2 separate regions of the Rattus norvegicus genome follow, and region 2 is linked to region 1. The links are chromatin contacts, called in public Hi-C maps. All regions are on one chromosome and are shown on one strand. Each heading gives the region's core, a stretch centred on a gene start, on an enhancer-like site or on the middle of the called end of the contact. The rest is flanking DNA. Distances are from core to core; before and after follow the strand shown. Region 1 has its middle 17 kb from the start of Tfam. Region 2 overlaps Phyhipl (phytanoyl-CoA 2-hydroxylase interacting protein-like).

What was found. A called contact is a pair of places that touch in the nucleus more often than the background predicts.
Region 2: a contact with region 1 is called in a Hi-C map of Schwann cells, with 8 times the contacts expected there. The contact joins two enhancer-like sites. A contact is called at or near these places in 2 of 12 Hi-C or Micro-C datasets (Schwann cells and frontal cortex).

Annotation. Positions count from the first base shown.
Region 1 is chr20:17,369,081-17,375,731 of GRCr8, reverse strand. No RefSeq gene overlaps it. Among named protein-coding and RNA genes, the nearest start is that of Tfam, 17 kb to the right of the region's middle. Within about 2 kb of position 1,736, at least 4 of the 93 cell types and tissues checked have an H3K27ac peak or open chromatin away from gene starts, as enhancers often do.
Region 2 is chr20:18,052,114-18,058,025 of GRCr8, reverse strand. Phyhipl (phytanoyl-CoA 2-hydroxylase interacting protein-like) reads right to left here. Exons shown (of 5, transcript NM_001398984.1): 2 at 5,282-5,478; 3 at 3,337-3,511. Among named protein-coding and RNA genes, the nearest start is that of Phyhipl, 31 kb to the right of the region's middle. Within about 2 kb of position 2,450, at least 20 of the 93 cell types and tissues checked have an H3K27ac peak or open chromatin away from gene starts, as enhancers often do.

The DNA of each region.
Region 1 (6,651 bases), core at 487-2,986:
GTGCCAGCAAAAGACCCCCAGATTAGTCAACAAAAATTATCACAGCTGATTTGATCTGTTGACATTCGGGTCACATTTACCCCAGTGTTACTGGCTCAGCTCTCCTGAAGTAGGATATTTAGCGTCTGTAAATTAGAAGCGTTCATGATGTCATGGTTTGGGTAAACCATGGCTTCCTGGGAAGTGGCTAGATTTATTGCTACAAAGTGTCTGATTCGTTGCTAATTTGCTTGTCTTGACAGGATCCCTGCCCCCATCCCACATGTCATCACCATAGTTGGAGATTGGAGAGTAAGTTTTTTTTTTTTTCCAGGACTCAACCAGTAAGAAATAAGTCACTGTCAACAAGCAGAGTATCGGAATGATGTATTTGTTACTCGGTGTGCAACCAACAAATTAGTCGTCAATCTATAGACTAAAATACCAATCAGAATCCTGGGCCAAATGGTGAGATCAGAGGATGTCTCTCCCAAGCCCATGTGGACTCTGTTCTGCAACCGTATCCTACTTGCCTCCCTGGTTAGGTCCCCAAGTGTTGCATCTGGAGTTGTATAGGACAGCGTTCTGTCTCTTTTCTTTTTCCCTAAGAGTTCGATTTTATTTCATCATCTGACCACCAAAGTTGCTGTCTTTACAGTTGCCCATTGATCAGGGTAGAGACCTCTGGACACGTGACAGATGGTTCTGAGGTTTCTGGCCTGCATCCCGCTTCACTGGCTATCCGGGTCGTCACTTGTGGTGCTGCTGATACTGCTGTCCTCGCTTTGGTCAAGGTCATCTTGTACATCCTGGTTAAGCTTCTGGTTTAGCCAATGGTAAAGATCTAATCTTTGTGAGGTTTTGGGTTTTTTTTTTTTTTTCTTCACCTTAACTAAGGGTGTCTGAGCTCTTGTGGGGAGTGGGTTTTTCACAAAGGCTTGATCAAATCTCTTCAGAGCCACTGGTTTCTTAGGTACCTGGAAGACCTTGACCTTAAATTTCCATTTCTCATCCTTCTTCCCAATGTGGGTGGTGGCACTTTTTGAATCAGCCATGTGAAATTCCTGTAACTTCCTCTTTATCACCCCCATCTTGCTGTTTCTCAGGAATTCAGCCAGGACCTCCAGACCTTTCTGCTGAAACTCCTCTTGCTCTGTCTTTCTGACTGGGAGCTGCTACTCCCGAGTTAGCCTTCCATATCTCTCTCTCTCTCTCTCTCTCTCTCTCTCTCTCTCTCTCTCTCTCTCTCTCTCTCTCTCCCTCCCTCCCTCCCTCTCTCCCTCTCTCCCTCAATCATTTTGTGTTAAACTAGAACATGATTTTAGATCTTCTTATAAGGAAGATGGCTGACAGGGCTGGCGTTGGACAACTTGGTTCTGAACTGTCCACACTAGGGCAGAGATCAGAAGCACATTTATCAACCGAGACTCTCCCTTTGCCTGCTGCCCTTCAGAGCACACTTCTGTTTAAGTCTCTGTGGGGCTCTACCCAGCCATTCCAAATGGGTCTTCAAAACTGCCATTAAGTGTGGTTTCAGTGCCTTTTGGGAGGACTGTCTCTACCCCAACACCACCCTCTCTGAGAACCTCTAAATATTTGCAAACTCTCTGACACACAGTTTCAAACCACTGCAAGCTGGAGATGTCAACAGAAAACACTTTTTATATTCTGCTTAGACAGCAAAGCCTCCAGGTGCCTGGGCTGTCCCCATTCTACCTCTCTGAAGCAGTCCACTGTTTGGGGAAAGGCATTTATTTGCAAACAAGGCCAGATGGAGATCAGAGGTCCCCTGCATGGCTTGGGGACACATATCACACTCCGTCATCACACACATCTGCTGTTTGCTTTCCTCCTGGGGAAGAGATGGGCTCCCCTTGAGGCAGAGAGGATGAAAGGCTGCAGGGGGATGGGGGTGCAGGCGTGGGAGGAAGGGATGAGGTGACAGCAAGCTGGAAGCTGCCTGTTGGGTCAGGGCCTGTGTAATCAGGTCTCTTGGAGGTTGATCTGCTGATCTACTCCAAGGCTTTGGAATCTGAATCACGGGATGTCGTCCTGCTGGGTTCTCAGGGGAAATTCTCAAGGGCTTGAGGTGGTGGCCTGGCCTCAGAAGTGAGACCCTAGAGGGACAAACACTCAGGAAAAGAGGCTGTCCTGCTGTTGCTATGATAAGAGAACAACTGCCAGACCCCTGTGATGAGCGGGGCAATCAGAGGACAGGAGTGTGGCTCCGAGCAGGGGACAAGTCAGGGTGGCAGAAACAATCACATCACTTGCAGAGAGAAGTTCCTGGAAACAAATCGCGCAGTAGCCACTACAATACCACAACACGCCTTCAGTTAAAGATTATTTGGACACACATCAGTAGCTGGTCTGTCGCTGGAATTGCCTGTGTCTGCTATTACAGCACCACAGATCAAAATCACAGATGCAAATGCTAGTACTCCGCTTTAAGGACTCCATCTGGATCACACAGGAGCACAAATTGGAATGTGTGCAGTAAATTAATTGAAACAGGATTCTGGAATGCCAAGCCTTAGAAATCACCGTTCAATGACCTGCTTACGGGATAGCCACAGTGGAACACGGTGCAGTCTAGAAGATGGAGCCAGTCTGTGGTAGCACAAGCCTTTAATCCCAGCACTCAGGAAGCAGAAGCAAGAGGATCTTTGTTTGAGACCAGCCTAGTTTAAAGTGACACAGCCAGGGCTATGCAGAGAAACCCTGCCTCGAAAAACCAAACAAACAAACAGGGTAGGCTTGGTTGAGAAAAAAAACACACATGTATACATGCATGCATACACACACACACACACACACACACACACACACACACACACACCTTTTTATTTTCTGTGTATCACAACTTGCATTTTAATGCAGGGATTTAATGACTTATGCAGGGATTGGGGGATGGTTGTGTCTAAAACACTTGCCACGCAGGTATAAGGACCTGAGTTCAGATCCTAGAACCCATGTGGAACCTAGACATATAACAAGAGAGTCTGTAACACAGGAGAACCTGGGCTGGAGAGATGGCTCAGTGGTTAAGAACACTGACTGCTCTTCCAGAGGTCCTGAGTTCAATTCCCAGCACCCACATGGTGGCTCACAACCATCTGTAATGGGATCTGATGTGTCTGAAGACAGCTACAGTGTACTCATATATATAAATACAAACAAAAAACACCGGAGAATCTCCAGACAGCTCGGACAGGCCAGCTACCCTGTCAGACTCAGAGGCAAAACTAGAAGGGGCTTGTCTCAAACGCCTCAGGTTATAATGAGAGGCATCCATAGAGACTGTGATAAGCCTGACTTCCTCAGGTCTAGAATTGTTTGCTAACATGCTGTTCAAAGCTATTTCCTCCTAATTTAATTATTCCCCCCCTCGGGAGAGAGAAGTAAGGAGGCTCACAAAAATCTTAAGGAAGTTATCCTCCATGATGTCATACCCCAAATTCTGTGTTCCAATGTGGCAAGAAGGTTCTTTATAACAAAACAGTAATACATCAAGACAGCCACAAACATGTTGGTGGGCACAATGGGTGACCAGCTGAAGCAATGTGGAACCTCTGCTACAGGTCCAGGGTGTTATCTGACTGCATTCCTAGCTAGCCCTTTCCTTGGTAGGAGCTAGGGGTGTCTGTATATTCCAAAGGTACTGCCCATACTGAAGGTATGGGCTTTCTGCAAAAGCCCTCTCAAACATGCCCACAGATGACTCTAAATCCAGTCACAGGAATAGTTATCATCACAGCCATCACCGAACTCTATGCCAAATATCACGTTAATTAGCCATGTGATCTGATAACTTATAGAAAACAAGGGTCCTCGTTGCTTTGAATTAAAGTCTGAATGGCAGCCACTAGCCAGAAGTGTTCAAACACTGACTCTGGAGGCTATGGGTATTTCCTGGATGACAAGAAGGTATGGGAGAGTAAACTTGGGATACAACACATAGGGTCAAAGATGCAGCCATCATAAGCTCAGGGCTATCCCCACAAGCTGTGAGGAACATAGATTCTTAGGGCCGAGAAGCGGCTCGGTAGTTAAAAGATCGATTGCTGCTCTACCAGAGAACCCGAGTTTGGATCCTAGCACCTATGGCAGGAGCCTTAACCCTCTTTAAAAGTCAAGCAAGGAAAGGGTTCCAAAGCAATGAAACGGACTCCTTTCTCCCAAATTTCATCAAAGTGACTAAAATACGGAAGGAAAGAGTTTGGACATCTTAGCTACTGCTCCATTGCTAGGACAAGGCACTGTGACCAAGGACACTTACAGAAGGTTTTAACTGAGGGTGTGTTTACAGTTTCAGAGGCTCAGTCTAATGACATCACGGCAGGAAGCATCCAGCAGACAAGCAGACAGGCAGTCGTATCGCTGGAACAATGCTAAACACTCAGATCCTGACCCACAAAGAAGCAGAGTAAGACTGGGCCTGGCATTGCTTTTGAAACCTCAAAGCCCACCCCCAATGACACAACTCCTCCAACAAGGCCACACCTCCTAATCCTTCCTAAACAGTTCTATCAACTGCGGGACTAACTGTTCAAATGCATGAGCCTATGGGGCCATTCTCATTCAAAGTACCTAGTTGGCTTTTTGTTGCTAGGAAAATCCGCCATAACCAACAACTTGGGGAGGAAAGAGCTTAAATGACAGGTTACAGTCCATCATCCAGGGAAGCAAAGAGGGGAGGGAGGGAGGGCTCAAAGCAGGAACCCAGATGCAGGAATGAAAGCCCAGACCACAGAGGGACACTGCCTTCCCCGCTTGCTTTCAGGTTCAAGTTCAGCTGGTTTCTTATATAGTGCATGCCCATACGCATAGGAATGGCATGCACACAGTGGGCTGGGCCTTCCATCTATCAGCGATCTGAGGGAGGCAATGTCTCACTGGGTTCCTCTTTGCCAAGAGACATCTTAGTGGGCACCATGAATAGCCTTTCTCTAAATGCTTCCACCATGAACCTAGCAAAAGACTAAGGAGTCTCGGCTTAACATCTCTGCAGCCACGAGGCAAAAGAAATCCTTCCTCCCCTCAAAGTTGTTAGGCATTCTGTCCTACACATGATGAAACAGGATGGAGAAGGGAAATACCCTCCCCTATTTCATAGACATTGCACTGTGAACCCCACAGGAGGTAGTCAGAATCTGAACACGCCCAATCGGATTCTTAAGATTCAAGATTCAAAGATTTTGGCCCTGCCCACCTTTGGCAGAACTGGCACTGAGCAGAGGGCTTCAAGGAAGTGCACTTTAGACAGATGTTATAGATGTTTTCAGATGTTAGAAATTTAAGAATTACAGGCTGAAGAGACCGTTAAGAGGACTAGGTACTCTATTCTAGAGGACCTGGGTCCTACTGCCAGCTCCTCATAGCAGCTCGCAGCCATCTGAAACTCCAGCTCCAAGATATCTGTCATCCCCACACAGGCATACATGCAGGCAACCCACAAGAAATAAAAATAAATTTGAAAACACTGAGATCTCAGATCTAAAAGTGAAATTCTTTTGCGCACGCACTCACGCATACACACAAGCGTGAAAACACATACACACACACACACACACACACACACACACACACACACACACACACACGCCCTGAAGGTCACCTCAGATATTTCCAGCTGTTCCCACTTCCTATGACCTGCCACAAAGGCTTTCACTGCATTGTCAGCTTAAGAGTTAAGATTAGGAACATTCTGGGTCAAAGGATGCTGGGGGTTCCCCAACTTCTATCATTTCCTACCCAGAAGGAATGTGCGAATACATCTTTGACCATTTGTCCTCTTGGACTTCACGTTTATATTAGAAACCATTATAAACTAGTTTCTAAGGAGTCTGATTTAAATGATAGGGTGATTTTTTTAAAAACATTTCAAATTCTTGTTTAGCATTTAATGTAAATATACAGTTTCTTGGTCGGCATTTCTAACTGTGCAGAACCATGGTTTTATGTTCGATGTATTTTATAATAATCAGTGGTTATACAGCAACAATATTTGATTTGTGGGTGATAAATAATCGATGGTACCGGTTGTGCATGATTTTACTTCTTGCTTAGGAAGTTTTACAAATTCAGAGTAATACATTGATTTTCTCTCCTAACTTCAATTATATAAAAAAGAAATATGTACTCCTTTACACTTCAAGAACATACAAACGCTGTTTTAACATTTCCAAACTTGTCAGTGGCAGGCTGGTGGCAAGTGCAGAAGAGGAAGGAAGCCTGACGGTGGTGGTGAGCCAGGGGCAGGTAGGTCTCTGAGTCTGAAGCTAGCCTGGTCTACAAAGTGAGTTCCAGGACAGCCAGGGCAACACAGGGAAACCCTGTCTTGAAAAAAAACAAACAAACCTGGGAGAAAGGTCGCTGTCAGAGGAAGCACATTCTCACAGTGACCAATCAGACTTGATGAACACTGTGGCTCCGTCTGAATCTAAGCTGTTTCAGTGCCCCCTGGTGGTCTAACGCGTGTGGGCGAACCCAGGGAGACTTCTAGCTACCTTATGTCCAAGGGAAGAATGCTAACACCAGACTTTAAATTCAGAAACACTTGGACTAATTAGGGTTTGTTGTTCTTGAGGACACTGCTGAAAATGGAATTGGGAATGGAGTCATGTGACAGTAAGAAAATAGAAGCAGCACCAAGCCATTGTGAGCCTCAGG
Region 2 (5,912 bases), core at 1,201-3,700, 680 kb before region 1:
TACCCATCAGCTGATACAAGGAGTCAAGGCCCCTCCCACTCTGTGCATGGCGAGAAACCAGAGCTAGGCACTGCCTGAGGTAGACAAGATCAGGGCAGCCATTTTCTTGGTGCAGAGACTGCAACTGGCCAAAGTACAATGATTCTCACAGCTGTCAACTTCAAGACTAGGCCTCTGGATCCTACTTGATGGTTTCCTGCTACACAGCAGACTTAGATAGTTTTGATTAGCTTTTGTTTTTAAAATTGAGAATTACCGTCAAGCTCCTCCATCAAAAAGTAAGGAAAACTTTTGATAAATAAAACAGAGTCAAAAGCCCAACCTGGTTAAACTGATGCAAGTCACTGATTTATTTTAGAGCCTGCAGTGCACCAAACACATGCACAATTAGATATCGAGGCTAAAAGACAACCATATGATCTCCCTGGAAGGACTCACAGTCTAAAGGAAGACAAATATAAACAAGAACAACTTTTTTTTTAATGGTATTGGGTTGTTATAGACTAGAAACAGGTTAGTCAGTAAGGATATAGTTTATTCTATTTCCAATACCTCGCACAGTGTCTAAGTCACAGTATTAAAGACAATTATTCAAACAGCTTTGTCAAAATTCAGACTCAAGGGCACTATGAAATGGCCCTCAGTTGATAAGCCTGAGCGTCAAGTTCCCATTCGCTTTTAACTATGAAAATAGAGCAAATACTGGAGACCAGTTAAAAGCTGGCAGTCGTCATTTATCTCCTAACTCCTCAAAAAGTTATGGGGTGTAAGAAAAACAAGAAAGTAATACAGAGATCACACTGAAAAGATGGGCTTTGTTTTTTTTATTTATTTCCAGAAGTAAAAACAATGTATCATATGACAGCTTATGCATCAGTGTGTGTGTGTTTGTGCGTGTGCGTGTGCGTGCGTGTGTGTGTGTGTGTGTGTGTGTGTGTTAGAACTGCCAAACATTCATTTTCTTTAAGCTAAAGAAGTCATAGTATCTCAGACCTTTCTTTAGCCCGAAGTAGGTTCTGGCAGATAAATTATATAGCTTCTTTGAGTTGGAAAATACCAGGATACTATTTGTGTATTTTCCTAGAAAAATTAATGTAGACTGGGTGGGGTTCCATTTACCAAGAATGCTTGAGACCAGAAGTGTTTCAGATTTTCAATTTGGGGAGTTTGGAATATTTGTAAATACTTTAATAGTTTTACATTCTCTTTCCAAAAATCAAAACTGCTCCAAAGTTCAAAATCGTCTGGGCACTTTTATCAGAGCTCAGAAAGTTTTAAGTTTCAGGGGCCGAAGCGATGGTAGAGTAGTTAAGCACTGGCTGCTCTTTCAGAGAATCTGGTTTAATTCCCAGCACCCACTTGGTTACAGGGCACCCAATAGTCGCCACCCTCACGGGCTAATACCAGGCATGCACGCTGGAGCTCAGACGCCTATGCAGGCACTCAGACAGACACATTTTTAAAACTTTCAGATTTTAGAGCCTTCCAATTTATATTTTTGGATTGTGGCTATAGAACCAACAATACGATATGCAAAGACAATGTATGACTGACTTACATTAAATGTCCCTTGCTGGGTACTACAAAAATAAATAAAAAGGGATTCAGGAAGGGACTATGGTGAGGTAGATTCCAGAGAGGCAAAGGAATTCCAACATGCCACAGCAAACATAGCAAAGCTACTGGTAGGGGAGAGCCCTTCTGCCTGCTGTTAATTCAATGCAGCCATCTTTAGCTATTTCATTGCTGATTAGTGAAGCAGCATAATTCTGCTTAATCTATCCTAAAATTTCTATTCACATTTTAACATCTCTGATAGTGTCTAACCATCTTTAGTTGGCATTTCTTCCTAATGGTACATTAAAATGGCAGATCTTATAATCCACAAACTAAAGAGAAATATAAAAATATGGTATGTGTAAGAAATATTTTCACCTTGTTCTCAAACACTGAAATCTTTAGCAGTCAAGAGTGTTAAACAATTCTTATCAGCTTCTTTGTAGAGTAAACAAAGAGGCATGCAGATTAAACCAAAATGAGACAGGATTTCAGCCCTAGAGCATGCCCTTAGAGGTTTACACTGGGTTTGATACCAGGGTAAGTCGTGGGCATTCCTGGGTAGCATCTAAAGGAATGCAGGTGCGAGGCCACTCGAGAAGGGTCTGGGTTGGGTGGAAGATTCCCACAGATGGGGAAGTTGCTAAGCAACCTGGAAACAAACCAGCCCATTGTTTTCTAGATTTTTTTTTCCTACAAGCTCTTTTATGTTCAACAGCCTCTCTCTCTCTTGTTTTTTGCTGTGTGTATCTGGGTGCATGTATGTGCACAGTTTGGAGGTCAGAGGTCACTTCGAGTGCCACCCACCTTATTTTTTGAGGCAGGGTCTTTCGGTGACCTAATGCTTTCCAAGAAGCTAGGCCGCATGGCTACCAAGTGCCTGGGAACTGCCTGCCTTTGCTATTCTGGAGCTGGGGCTACTGGCACGCCTGGCTCTTTAAAATGGCTTTTGGGATCCAAGTCAGGTCTCTCTGGTTGTATGGCAAGTAGTTTAGTATATGAGCTGTCTCCCCAGCCTTCTCTGCATTTTTTTAAATAGGAAAAAGTCACCCAAGTGAAGAGGAAGGAGTGAAACCCCCATTCTGATCCACAAAAGGAGGATGACAAAAGGGCTCAAGGACACCAATAAACATGTGTCCTATGACTATGTAAACATGAGCAGGAGGAAGGACGATCAGCATTCCTGACAGAACACTGAACCATTCAAACGAATATGAGAGATTCTGTCAGAGCTCAGGCTCTCCACGGAGGGTTTCTCCAGACCAAATGACTATGTAGTGAGTTTAATGGAGCAAAAGTACGCAAACATGACAAGAGTTAGTGGAGAGCTTTTTCTAGCCCTTCTGGCACGAAGGTAAAAACAGCAGAAACAGTTTTGCTGTGCGGTTACTGAGGTCTGTCTGTAACCTAAATGCTGTTTCTGCTTTCTTCCCTTCAGTAGCTATGACAATGAACGAACAGCCTCTTTACAGTCAGAGGCTCTGAGAACGTGGAGTTGATTCAGAAATTACATCAGCTTTTATTTGTAGAGCTTTCACTTTGAGGAAACTTACACATGCAGCAAAAAGGCAGTCTGAGTCCACCCCTCAAGTTGTTTGCCCCAGGACCTTAGTTCCTTCGAACCAATATGAATTCGCTGCACCTGTTATGCAATGAGGCCAACAGCACCACGTGTCCGATGCAATACTCACTCACCTTGCAGGGACACAGAGTCCACAGAGTCCATCTGACGACTACCCTCCCAAGAACATTAATTGATATAATCCACAGCTCCCTTACCTGCTGTACAGAATTCTATAATCTCACTCCATTCCGACACGACGTAATCACCATCGACTTGTTTTGAGGCCGTCTGCACCGCTACTGTATACTCAGTCCTTGGGCTCAAAAACCAGTGTCCACGAACAGTCATTGGCAAGGGAACAGCTTTGGCCACCAGTTTTGTTGGAACATCCTAGGAAGAAAGAAAAGGAAGGAAGAAGAGGGGGATAAAGGGGGAAACAAATAGGGCAGGAAGAGATAGGGAGACGGAAGGCTATTAAAGCGGGACTTTCATAAACTGTGAACGACAGAGAGGGACCTAAACTGGCTAAGAGCAGGGCTCCTGTGTAAGAACTCCCAACAATTATCATATTTAAGTTTTATTCTGTGTATGCAGAAATTAAAATGGGAAGACCAAGAGATAGGCTTAACGTCCTACAGTTCAAAACCAGGAAAGAACTCGTATTCCAGTCGCCTTTGTTTATGATATACAGTTTCCCTTTGTGCCTGCTAACTTCCTCAAAGCAGATTAAAAAAAAGACATAAAAGAAGCAAGATTTATTGATTTAACGCCTATTAAATTAAAAATATATATGCTTGATTTTTATGGCTTGATTTTGCTAGAGAGGCTCATTGCTAAATATTTTATATGTAAAGGAGAGAATGCTTTTAAAGTAAGTATTACGAGAGACAGATCCATTTCACATGTAGATTAGGGAACTTGCCTACAAGTGTGGTGTCTATGTGTCTGAGAAAAGGTTAGGTCTTTTTTAAACAACGATGAATAAGCTAACCTGCGGGCTGAACACGCACTGCATTTCCAAGGCTATGGAATGGGTGCAGTGGAGCCAAGCCTTAAGTGATCATCGTTTAATGGCAGGCATATCAAAGACGCTTCGAGAAGGCAAATGCCAGCAAAGAGAATACCCAGGATGAGAACTGAAATTTGATAATAATGCCTGACATTCTTTCGTGCTCTTGCTTTCACACTTTTCTGCACTATGTAAAAGCCTCCCTTACATTTAGTTTGTGTATGCAACCATACAGTAAAAGGCAACGACTTTGGGAAACGAAGATGCATAGAATCTTCCCAAGGTAAAATTGAGTCTTTCCTGAAGACCGGGGTTTTTGTCTGTTTCCATGATCAGAAAAAGCAATGAAGCAGAGGAGAAACACTGGGCCTAGGAAAGGGTTCTTGCTGAGGGCCACATCTGGAGGAAGAGCTCCATGTATCACAAAGGGTAAACAACGGCAGACACAGCAGGAACATTTACCACATGTGAAGCTTAGTAAACAACCTCCCCACTTTAAAACAAAATGGACTCTTTAGGGCATATTTTCAGGCCACAAGTGATTATACAATTCCACAAAGTTTCTAAGCCAATCAGTTTGACTCAGGGAAGGATGTGTGTGCTTCCGTAGAAAACTATAGAGCTTGTCTGCTTCTGCTTCTGCAGAAGGATTTTTACGGCTTCGTAAACACTTCAGCTATTCTCCACACTGGATTGCGAGCTGCGGGCAGCCTTCCTTTCTGTCCACACTCCACTGCCCTCTCCAAGCCAGTTTCAACTTCACCCGCATAGCTTTTAATATAAGTGACTCATAAGTGGATTATCTCTCGAACTATCCTCACAGCACTAGATCAGTGTCCTCTAATGAGCTTACTGCTGATTTTCATCTTTGCACATAGTCATGATTTACCCTTTAACATGGCATTTCATTTTCCTCGAGAACTCATTATGGGGAGAATGTTTTAAATGACATAGACTTCTGATTCTTCTTCACGGAAACTACTCTTTCTTTTTTTTTTTTTTTTTTTGGTTCTTTTTTTCGGTGCTGGGGACCGAACCCAGGGCCTTGTGCTTCCTAGGTAAGCGCTCTACCACTGAGCTAAATCCCCAACCTCTACTCTTTCTTTTAAAATGTCTTCCGGATGAAATGGCCTAAGTCTGCCCAGGTTTACCTTGTGTTTAAACTTGTTAGAGTTCTTGTTCTCTTTCTTGTTGAGGTCAATGAAGTAGTGTGTGATGCGGTCCTTCGACTTGGAGTCCATGTCCCATGAGATCTTGAAGGAGTCACATGTGATGTTATTTATTTTGATGTTGTGTGGGACGGGGAGCTCTTCCATCTCTGCTATGCCACTGTCTTGTGATTTGTTACCTGCCAGAAAACAGTGCATGGAAAATTAGTTGCTGATGAATGGGTTTTTCCAGTTTTCGAAATCTTTCTTTCTTTTCCTTTCTTTCTTTCTTTCTTTCTTTCTTTCTTTCTTTCTTTCTTTCTTTCTCTTTCTTTCCTTCCTTCCTTCCTTCTTTCTTTCTTTCCTTCTTTCTTTCTTCCTTTCTTTCTATCCATCCATCCTATCTATCTATCCATCCATCCTATCTATCTATCTATCTATCTATCTATCTATCTATCTATCCATTCTATCTATCTATCCATCCTATCTATCTATCCATCCTATCTATCTATCTATCTATCTATCTATCTATCTATCTATCTATCCATCTATCTATCTATCCATTCTATCTATCTATCTATCTATCTATCCATCCATCCATCCATCCATCCTATCTATCTATCTATCTATCTAT